Regions from separate parts of the Mus musculus genome. Here regions 1 and 2 are each linked to region 3. A link is a contact called in public HiChIP or PLAC-seq and promoter capture Hi-C data. All regions are on one chromosome and are shown on one strand. Each heading gives the region's core, a stretch centred on a gene start, on an enhancer-like site or on the middle of the called end of the contact. The rest is flanking DNA. Distances are from core to core; before and after follow the strand shown. Region 1 holds the start of Cul9 (cullin 9). Region 2 overlaps Cul9 (cullin 9). Region 3 holds the start of Dlk2 (delta like non-canonical Notch ligand 2).

What was found. Promoter capture Hi-C pulls out the DNA fragments that hold promoters and counts their contacts. HiChIP or PLAC-seq counts read pairs in DNA pulled down with a chosen protein or histone mark.
Region 1: a promoter capture Hi-C map of liver shows a contact between it and region 3, with 4 times the contacts expected there. The contact joins the promoter of Cul9 here to the promoter of Dlk2 in region 3. A contact is called at or near these places in 8 of 39 promoter capture datasets (the 3T3-L1 cell line, the HPC-7 cell line, HPC-7-derived erythroid cells and 5 more), 2 of 484 Hi-C or Micro-C datasets (Th1 cells and reprogramming fibroblasts), 7 of 115 datasets of contacts at active chromatin or transcription factors (the SCID.adh cell line, embryonic stem cells, large pre-B cells and 2 more) and 2 of 9 other capture datasets (adipose tissue and pancreatic islet).
Region 2: an H3K4me3 HiChIP or PLAC-seq map of bone marrow-derived macrophages shows a contact between it and region 3, with 2.4 times the contacts expected there. The contact joins the enhancer-like site here to the promoter of Dlk2 in region 3. A contact is called at or near these places in 10 of 39 promoter capture datasets (the 3T3-L1 cell line, 3T3-L1-derived adipocytes, the C10 cell line and 8 more), 1 of 484 Hi-C or Micro-C datasets (embryonic stem cells), 9 of 115 datasets of contacts at active chromatin or transcription factors (astrocytes, bone marrow-derived macrophages, embryonic stem cells and 2 more) and 3 of 9 other capture datasets (embryonic stem cells, liver and pancreatic islet).

Annotation. Positions count from the first base shown.
Region 1 is chr17:46,545,122-46,547,821 of GRCm38.p6, reverse strand. Cul9 (cullin 9) reads left to right here and starts at 1,434. Exons shown (of 41, transcript NM_001081335.2): 1 at 1,434-1,576. Srf (serum response factor) reads left to right here. Exons shown (of 7, transcript NM_020493.2): 7 at 1-983.
Region 2 is chr17:46,519,443-46,522,293 of GRCm38.p6, reverse strand. Cul9 (cullin 9) reads left to right here. Exons shown (of 41, transcript NM_001081335.2): 19 at 1-174; 20 at 310-443; 21 at 779-958; 22 at 1,138-1,253; 23 at 1,339-1,521; 24 at 1,652-1,812; 25 at 2,054-2,282; 26 at 2,363-2,549. Among named protein-coding and RNA genes, the nearest start is that of Dnph1, 24 kb to the right of the region's middle. Within about 2 kb of position 1,558, at least 34 of the 459 cell types and tissues checked have an H3K27ac peak or open chromatin away from gene starts, as enhancers often do. A contact at or near this core is called in bone marrow-derived macrophages and stem cell-derived epiblast-like cells, where this site is marked.
Region 3 is chr17:46,296,501-46,299,200 of GRCm38.p6, reverse strand. It overlaps Dlk2 (delta like non-canonical Notch ligand 2), which reads right to left and starts at 1,273. Exons shown (of 6, transcript NM_001286013.1): 1 at 1,123-1,273; 2 at 503-633; 3 at 190-253. The coding sequence starts at 578. It overlaps Gm41588 (a long non-coding RNA gene), which reads right to left and starts at 183. Exons shown (of 2, transcript XR_876844.1): 1 at 1-183.

The DNA.
Region 1 (2,700 bases), core at 185-2,684, 250 kb before region 3:
GAGGTGGGCAGCTCTCCCAGGGAGTGAGCAGCTACTGTAACTTTTTTAAATTAAGACAAAAAGCCTTGAAGAAAATGACTTTATTTTTCTAAGTGTAACCTCAGTATTTATGTAATTTGTACAGGGCCATGCCCCATCCCTTAAAATCCCTTTGGGGACCTTGAGGGTGGGCTAGCATAGGGGAGGGTGTTTTACCCTGTGTCAGAGCCAGCCTAAACCACCTGTATCCATTAAAGGAGCTTTTTCCGGGAGGGCAGTTGGGGTAGGGTGTCACTAAACCCTTGTTGCTGCCTTCAGTAGGAACAAGCCTACTTCTGCGGTTAGGTGGAGGGGTTGGGAAGGTTTTATGCACAGCCTACGTTTCATGGGGATGATCTGCTGACGTTTAAGAGCCCCCTGAACCTCTAATCCCCATTACTGTCTTCCCCAGCTGGGATGCCACCTTTCTGGCCTTTCTCCTGGAAATAGCTGGGGCGTTTGGGTGGCTTTCAAGACTGGGGCATGGTAAACCAGGGGTCAGAGTTGGGGAGCTTGGGACTCAGGTCTGTAACTGCCCAGCCCCCTTCTCTGCTCCTGTTTCACTCCTCTGCCGCCCACTCATGGCCCCTCCCCCAACACCGGAGGTGTTGATTCCTCCTCACAAAAGATAGAGCCTGGGCAAGTGATTCAGGCCAAGTGCTTACCAACGTGTGCTGTGTGATTGTGGCCTTGGGAGAACCTGTTTGTCAGGCAGGACTGAGGTGGCATTTCTATGTGCAGCAACCCTTGGTGTATCCCTAATTAAGTGGCTCTAGGGGTGTGTGCGCGCGCCTGTGTCCGAGTGAATACGTGTGTGAATGTGGAGTGCGTGTGGTATATCCGTGGTTTCTACTTCTCCTGGGATGTTGACCCAGGAATAGTGGACATGGTCACATCTTCTGTACAGAGCTTTCTTTTGTATTAAAAAAATACTCTTTCAATAAATGTATCATTTTTGTGCACAGACTGGGGTCTTTGGCTGTGTCTTTGGGATCTTTTTAGCATCGGGAGGGAGGAGGGAGCACAATCCCTTAAAGTCTGTCCCAAGCTGCGGTGTGCTTTGGACTGTTCAATCCTACATGATTGAAGAGATCTGGGCGAGGACTTAATGCATGGTTTTGCCAGCAGCTCAGGGAAGGTCAGGGGTTTTACTTAAAAGTCAAAGTGACCCAATGATCTAAAATACCGCAGGGTTTGGGCAGCGCTGGGAAACAACAACAACACACACACACAAGTCCGGTGATGGGAGTATGGGTTAACTAATGCGGAGATGATTGCTGTGGTGGGTGGGAGAGGAAGATGGACCCGGTGGAGCGCAGGATGCTTCACACCGGACTACCTGGGAAGGACACTGGTTGCTGACTCCCTCGGCTAATACGCATGCTCCACTCACGCGCCGCTTTGCCACGCTCGCAGTGGGCCACCGTAGGACCCGTAGTCGCCCGGGTCGTGCGTGCGCCCGGCGTGTGACCCGGAAAAGAGCTGTGGAGGAGGCGGGCCCAGTTGCGGGACCCGCTGCTGGGTGACAGCGAGGGTCCAGCCGGGAGGGCGGTGAGAGGTGAGAAGAAAGCTCTGCACCGAGCCATCCCTTCTTTTCCCAACCCCCTCCAAGTCCCTCATCCCTTCCTCCCGGACTAGAGGGAGAAGTCGGGGAAGCAGGTCCTGTCAGCTCGCGACCGCGCCCCGCCATGCTCACCCCGCGCCGCCCCGCTCCCCCAGGCCATTATTCCCCGCTTGGTGTTGAGCGGGCTCCTCCGCCACCTCTCTGGAGTCTAGCTTGGACGCGATCGTGCTGCTTTCTGTTCTCAGTCCCGGCAGTCAGGCGTCACCTTCACACCCCTATTTAGAGCTTCTGGTTTAGGCCCTCCCTATGCCATCCCCGCCCCCCAGGCCTAGAAGATGGTTTGGCTTGGCCCCATGTTTGTCAACAGCTATAAGAGCATCAATGGTTATCGCCTAGCCTTCCTTCCATGCTAAGTGAATCCCATCCACACAGAAGTTCACATCTTATATGACTCCTCCTTTCTTCTGCTTGCCTCCTGTCCGTGCACCCTGACATGACTCCTGCCTGGATAACTGGTTCTTTTATCCAGGTACACCTTCTATTTTACTCTCTCCATTGCACTGTTTCAAATCACACATACCTTTCCCTAGTCGTTTTATTTTCATTAATATTCTGCTTTAACAACCTTTCTTATCTGATGCCTGCAACCTACTGTCCCCATCTAAGAATAGATTATGCTGTAATACATTTTTTTTACTGAGCAGTTCTGTGCTAACGAATGTTCAGTTTGGTTTCTGTTTTAAAGATTCATTTATTTTATTTATATGAGTAACTGTCTTAAGACACACCAGAAGAAGGCATCGGATCCCATTACAGATGGTTGTGAGCCGCCATGTGGTTGTTGGCAATTGAACTCAGGACCTCTGGAAGAGCAGACAGTGCTCTTAACCACTGAACCATCTCTCCAGCCCTTAAAGACAATCTTACTGTGTAGTTTGGGCTTAGCCAGGAACTTTCTGTGTGTAGCCAAGCCTAACCTCGGAATTTGTGATTCTTTTGCCTCAGTCTCCTGAATATCAAGATTATAGGCACACCAGGCTTAAATTCATAGCCTTTTAGAAAGGAGATTTATGGACCTGGGGATGTAGCTCAGTTGGTGGAGTGTTTGCCTAGCACCC
Region 2 (2,851 bases), core at 309-2,808, 220 kb before region 3:
TGGTATCGACACTCGGGTTCGGGGTGTGGAGGTGCTGGGCCCCAAGCCCACATTCTGGCCATTGTTCCGGGAGCAACTATGCCGACGTACTTGTCTCTTCTACACAATTCGGGCACAAGCATGGAGCCGGGACATTGCAGAGGACCGCCAGCGCCTCCTACAGCTCTATCCGAGGTGGGTACAGCTCAGGAGGGACCAGCCAGGGACTGACACTGTAAGAAGTAGGGGCCATAGAGATGCTGTTGGCAGCTGAGCAGTGAGGGGTGAGGGAGTCCGCCTTTAATCCGGCCATGTACTTTTTATTTCCAGACTGAACAGAGTTTTGCGCCATGAACAGAATTTTGCCGATCGCTTTCTCCCTGATGACGAGGCCGCCCAAGCACTGGGCAAGACCTGCTGGGAGGCGCTGGTCAGCCCCCTGGTGCAGAACATCACGTCTCCCGGTAACCACCCACACCCGGCCCACACCCATCTCCTCACAATCCTCAGGGGTCACCTGTGTTGATGTTCTTGGTTCTCTTGGCTCCTGGATTTGTCCCCTCATTGGCCTGTTCACTCTTCGATGTTCCTCTCTCCTTCCCACCCCAGGACACCCCGGACACTGGTATTTGAATCTCCCCCTCCGCACCAGCCCTGCCCTGTCGCCATGTCCCTGGGCTCTGGCTGAAGCCAGCTGTGGGCTCTGCCTCCCTCAAATCTTTTCTGTCTAACTGAACCTGCGCCTTGCTCCTCGGTCAGCCCACTTCACAGACACCCATTCCTGACCTGTCTTTTTCAGATGCAGGAGGTGTGAGCTCCCTGGGGTGGCTGCTGGACCAGTACCTGGAACACAGGGAGAGTACGCGGAGCCGCCAGGGTCCTGCAGCTTCCTTTGCTTCCCAAGTTCGGCGCCTGTGCCACTTGCTGGTACATGTGGAAGCCCCTCCTGGGCCTTCTCCTGAGCCATCCTCGCAGCCCCGTGAGTCCAGTGCCCCTGTTGGGCTGAGAGTCTGTGCTGTGGGGCTATGAGGCTCCTTCCTCCTCTGCCTCTCTAGGAACTCCGGAACTCTGTGACCTTTCCAGGAGATAAACACTGAAGACCCAGGGCCCACTCAGAGGCCAGAGTGACACAGCTCCTCTGCCCTCTTGTTTCCACAGTCAGCAAGAACAGTAAGGGTCAGGATGGAAGCCCCACACCGGCACCTACTCCGGTCTGTCCCAGCACCAGCCTTCGGAACCTCACCCAGTGCTGGCTGAGTGTGGTGCAGGGACAGGTAGGCAGATGCAAGCCCTGGCAGGCAGGCAGAACGGAACACAAGCAGGCATTCCCTTGTGTCACTTCTTACTCTATCACTTCAGGTCAGCAGATTCCTGGCCGCAGCCTGGAGGGCCTCAGACTTTGTGCCCCGTTACTGTAGTCTCTATCAACGCTTGCAAAGCGCGGGCTCAGAGCTGTTCGGGCCGCGGGCAGCCTTCACTCTGGCTCTGCGCAGTGGCTTCTCCGGAGCTCTGCTGCAGCAGTCCTTCCTCACGGCTGCTCACGTGAGTCCTGCCAAGCTCCAGGCCCCAGCTGTTGCCCTGTACCATCTCCTCCCCTTCCGTTTCCCCTCCTTCCCTTCCCCTCTCTAACCCTCTTACGCTGCTTGTCTGAATCCCATTCCGTTGTCCCCAGATAAGCGAACAGTTTGCTAGGCACATTGACCAACAAATCCACGGTGGTTTGCTTGGCGGAGCGGCTGGAGTGGGGATGCTGGGGCGGCTCCAGCGGCACCTAGAGCCCATCATGGTCCTTTCTGGCCTAGAGCTGGCCACGACGTTTGAGCACTTCTATCAGTGAGTTGCATTCTGGAGAGGTCGGGGACAGGAGGCTTAGAGGCCAGAGAAGGGGACGGATGGAGGGTTAAGGGGAGATGAGGCAGGAGGCCTGGGGAAGTTAAGCCATGGTGGGAGCCAGGTGCTGGTAGGGATGTAACTAATGTGAGCTGCAACACAGACTCACCTTTAGGAGGAGAAGGCTGGGCCTGGGCCATGCTGACGCCCACACTGAGACCTGGGCTGGCTGTGTGCGCTGCAGGCATTACATGGCTGACCGTCTCCTGAGCTTGGGCTCGAGCTGGCTGGAGGGGGCTGTGCTGGAGCAGATCGGTCCCTGCTTCCCCAACCGCCTCCCGCAGCTGATGCTGCAAAGCCTGCACACCTCAGAGGAGCTGCAGCATCGCTTCCACCTCTTCCAGCTGCAGCAGCTCGACAGGCAGCTCTTGGAGCAGGGAGACCAGGAGGAATGGAGGCCAGAGAAAGTGGAGGTGAGGGTCAGGGAGGAGAGAGCGGCAGGCAGAGAGCACAGACCCACTAAGAAAGCTCATGGGTTCCTCTCACTCCCCAGGAAGATGATGAGGGACAGGAGACTGGAAGAGAACTCTTTACAGACCCAGGACCAGCCATTTCCGTCCTGGTCCTGTCACCGCGCTGCTGGCCGGTCTCCCCACTGTGCTATCTGCACCACCCCAGAAAGCACCTACAGGCGGAGCTCTGCGATGCCCTGGAGCGCTTCTCCAGCTTCTACAGCCACAGTGAGGAGCTGGGGACAGGAAGCTGGAGCTTGAGATGTGTCCCGGGTGGCAGCAGAGGAAAAGGAGAGGCCACCAGGCAGGAGTGTGCACATAGGACCAGAGTCGTGCTAGGTTGGGCAGTGTCTTGTGGGAGGGTGCAGAAGAGTGAGAATAGTCACGTGGATGCTTGCTCTCTTCTTCAGCATCCTGGGTACCAGTTCTGTTTGCGTTTTCTGTCTTCACATTGTCTGCCCACTTCGTTTCCAGTCATGGAGACATCTTTCCAAATAAAAATATTGAAGGCTATTCATCCCCATCATTTT
Region 3 (2,700 bases), core at 24-2,523:
GGGAGAGGAGAGGAGGGGAGGGGAGGGGACTGGTCATCCTGTTATGTATAAACAAACAAACACACACACACACACACACAATAGGGTCTTAAGCGCCTAGATACTGTTGCGGGTTTTTGACATGCTCTCGGTGTAAAGGACCAAAAAGTGGGGAGGAAAGGATTTGAGGCACGTGTGCCGCTTAAGTACCTGCAGGAGCCGTCAGGAGCGCAGCAGCCGTGGGCCAGGTCACAGTGGGAGCTGCAGTCATCCGCTGAAAGAGATTGGTGTAGTGGGTGTGAGTCTGGGTCCGAGTCTGACTTCCCAGGCGCGGGACTTGGCAGAGGTTTCAGTAGTCAGATGGACTCATGGGCACGGACGAGCGTCCCATTCCAAAGAGAGCACTTATAGATCTCTCCCTATGGAACGGAGCGGTTGCAGTGCCGTCTCTAGCCAGCAGAGGTCAACGTGCCAGCGAGGACGGCTGAGGAGAGCCGGGACCCAATCCCTGGGGCAGGCTCACCTCTGGCAGGCTGGCTGGTTGCCCCCAGGATGCACAGCAGGCACACGAGATTTAGGCAGCGGCAGCCGCTGGGCATGGTCAGTTCCGGCCTCAGGAGGGACGGACGGATGAACGGCCAGACGTGTAGACACCTGTGGGATGGCACGGGCTGGGAAGCGGCTTGACGCGGAGATAGCGGCACTGATACTGGTTCCAAGTGACAGGAGCAGGAGAAGGAGAGGGACTCCCCGGGTGGGGAGTGGAAGGGCGGGCGAGAGAAAGGGTTGAGCAGGCGAAGGGACTGGAGGCAGGAACCCACTAGCCAGGTCTGCGGGAAAGAGGCCAAAGGATGGGCAGCAGCGAGCGTGGCCACCGCGCGGGAACAGCCAGAGCTGCGATCGCGATCCAGGTGGAGGGGTCAATAGAGATGGGGACAAGCGCGGAAAGGCGAGCGCGACGGGACGTGGGGGCTGGGGCGTGGGGAGGAGCGGCTCCCAGTTCCTAGATGCAAGAGATCTCCTCCCGGGTCCTCCGACATCCACCCACCTAGGCCTGGCTCTCACAGCCCCCCAACCCCGCTCGCTCCGCCTCGCTTCGGCCTGAGGTCCCCACCGAGGGACCGCGTCCTCCTAGCTTCTCACCTCCGGCTGGGAGGCGACGCGTCCCCGGGGCGCAGAGTCAAACCGGATCCGACGGACTGGGCCGGGGGGCGGGAGGGGGGCCGCCCCTAGCTGGCCGCGGGGCTCGGCACCGAAGTAGCTGCCATGCCAGCCGAGCACTCGGGAATCTGGGGCTGCAGGCGACCCCGAGCGGCGGCAGCGGCTCCTCGCGCGCGCTCGGCCCCCTGCCAGGGGCGGCGTGTGCCGGCGGAGCCCGCCTCTCCCCTCCCGCCGCCGCGGCCCGCCCCGCACCGACTGCGCCCCGCGCCCACCCCCGCTGCGCACGGCCACACCTCGCGCTGCCACTCGGCCCTGGCACCCCCCAGCGCTCTTCGCCCCTCCCTTCGCGGCCCCCAGCCCCCTTGCTTCGCTTTCTTCCTCCGAAATTAGAAAATCAAAGGAGCTGAACTGGGCATACACCGTAAAGCGCGGGCCGAAGGTGCGCGCCCTGCTGTCTTCCCATTTTCTTGCCCACCCCACCTCAACCGCTCGCCCCACTCTGCCCCTCACCCACGCCCGACTCTGCACGCCCCTGTCTACCGCGCATCGTGATTTTCATTAGCCTTTCCCGGCTCTCCTGTTTTAGCCCGAGCACACTGAAGCCATGCTTGCTGCCACCTTCCTCCTGTCACCAGCCCACGCCTCCCCGGCTTGCAGAGCCTTCGTCACTGGCTTCGTAGGTCAGCGCCTGCTCTCTGTGGGCTTCTTTCTTTCTTCGCTACCTCTTTCAGGATGGACCATATCTACATAAATACCATCCCAGCGTACCCGCTGTTCTTTCCTCCCATCTGCTCCCAGTTTTCACAGCCCGTTCCTTTCCAAGCCCACCTTTGGGTAGCCTGCCTAGATCATACACTGCCTATTGGTGTTGCCCCACAAGTTCCTGCCACTGAACATCCCCACATCCGTTCACAGCTCCACATCTCGGAATGAGAGTTTTGTATTGAGAGAGGGTGGGGAGAATTGCCCTTGTAGGTCTCTTTACCCCTCAGAGCCAATGAGTCAAAAAAACCCAAAGAAGATAAAGACCCCAATATGTGTATTTGTTGGTGTTTGGTGTTTGGTTGGGTAACTGTGCAGAGGGGAAGGCTGCCCACAGTCTCTAGGTCTTCCTATGGAACTTCCTATCTTTAAGTTGGAAGGTGACTTCCTTAACTGCACAGACTGGCTTCTTGCTGCAGAGACTCGAGGGACAGGGCAGTGCCCACCGCCTACACCTGACAACACCCACGCCCAATCTCAGCTCAATAGCTGACTTCCTCTTGCCCCCCCCAGGGGGGGCACTCTCTGGGTTTGAGTCACCGAGTGGGCTTCTAGCGTTCATTTCTTTTGTTCTAAGTTGGGTTGTTGTTTTCTTTTAGCAAAAATTGCAAACCCAGAGCATCAACAATTCGTGTAGAAAATGTAAGGCTGGTATGCTAGCACAACATGACTAGTAAGTCACCTTTTTGAAGTCTAAAGGATCCCAAAATATGAGGATTTCAAGATGAAAGCATCCTGGTCTACATAAGTTCTCTCTCTCTCTCTCTCTCTCTCTCTCTCTCTCTCTCTCTCTCTCTC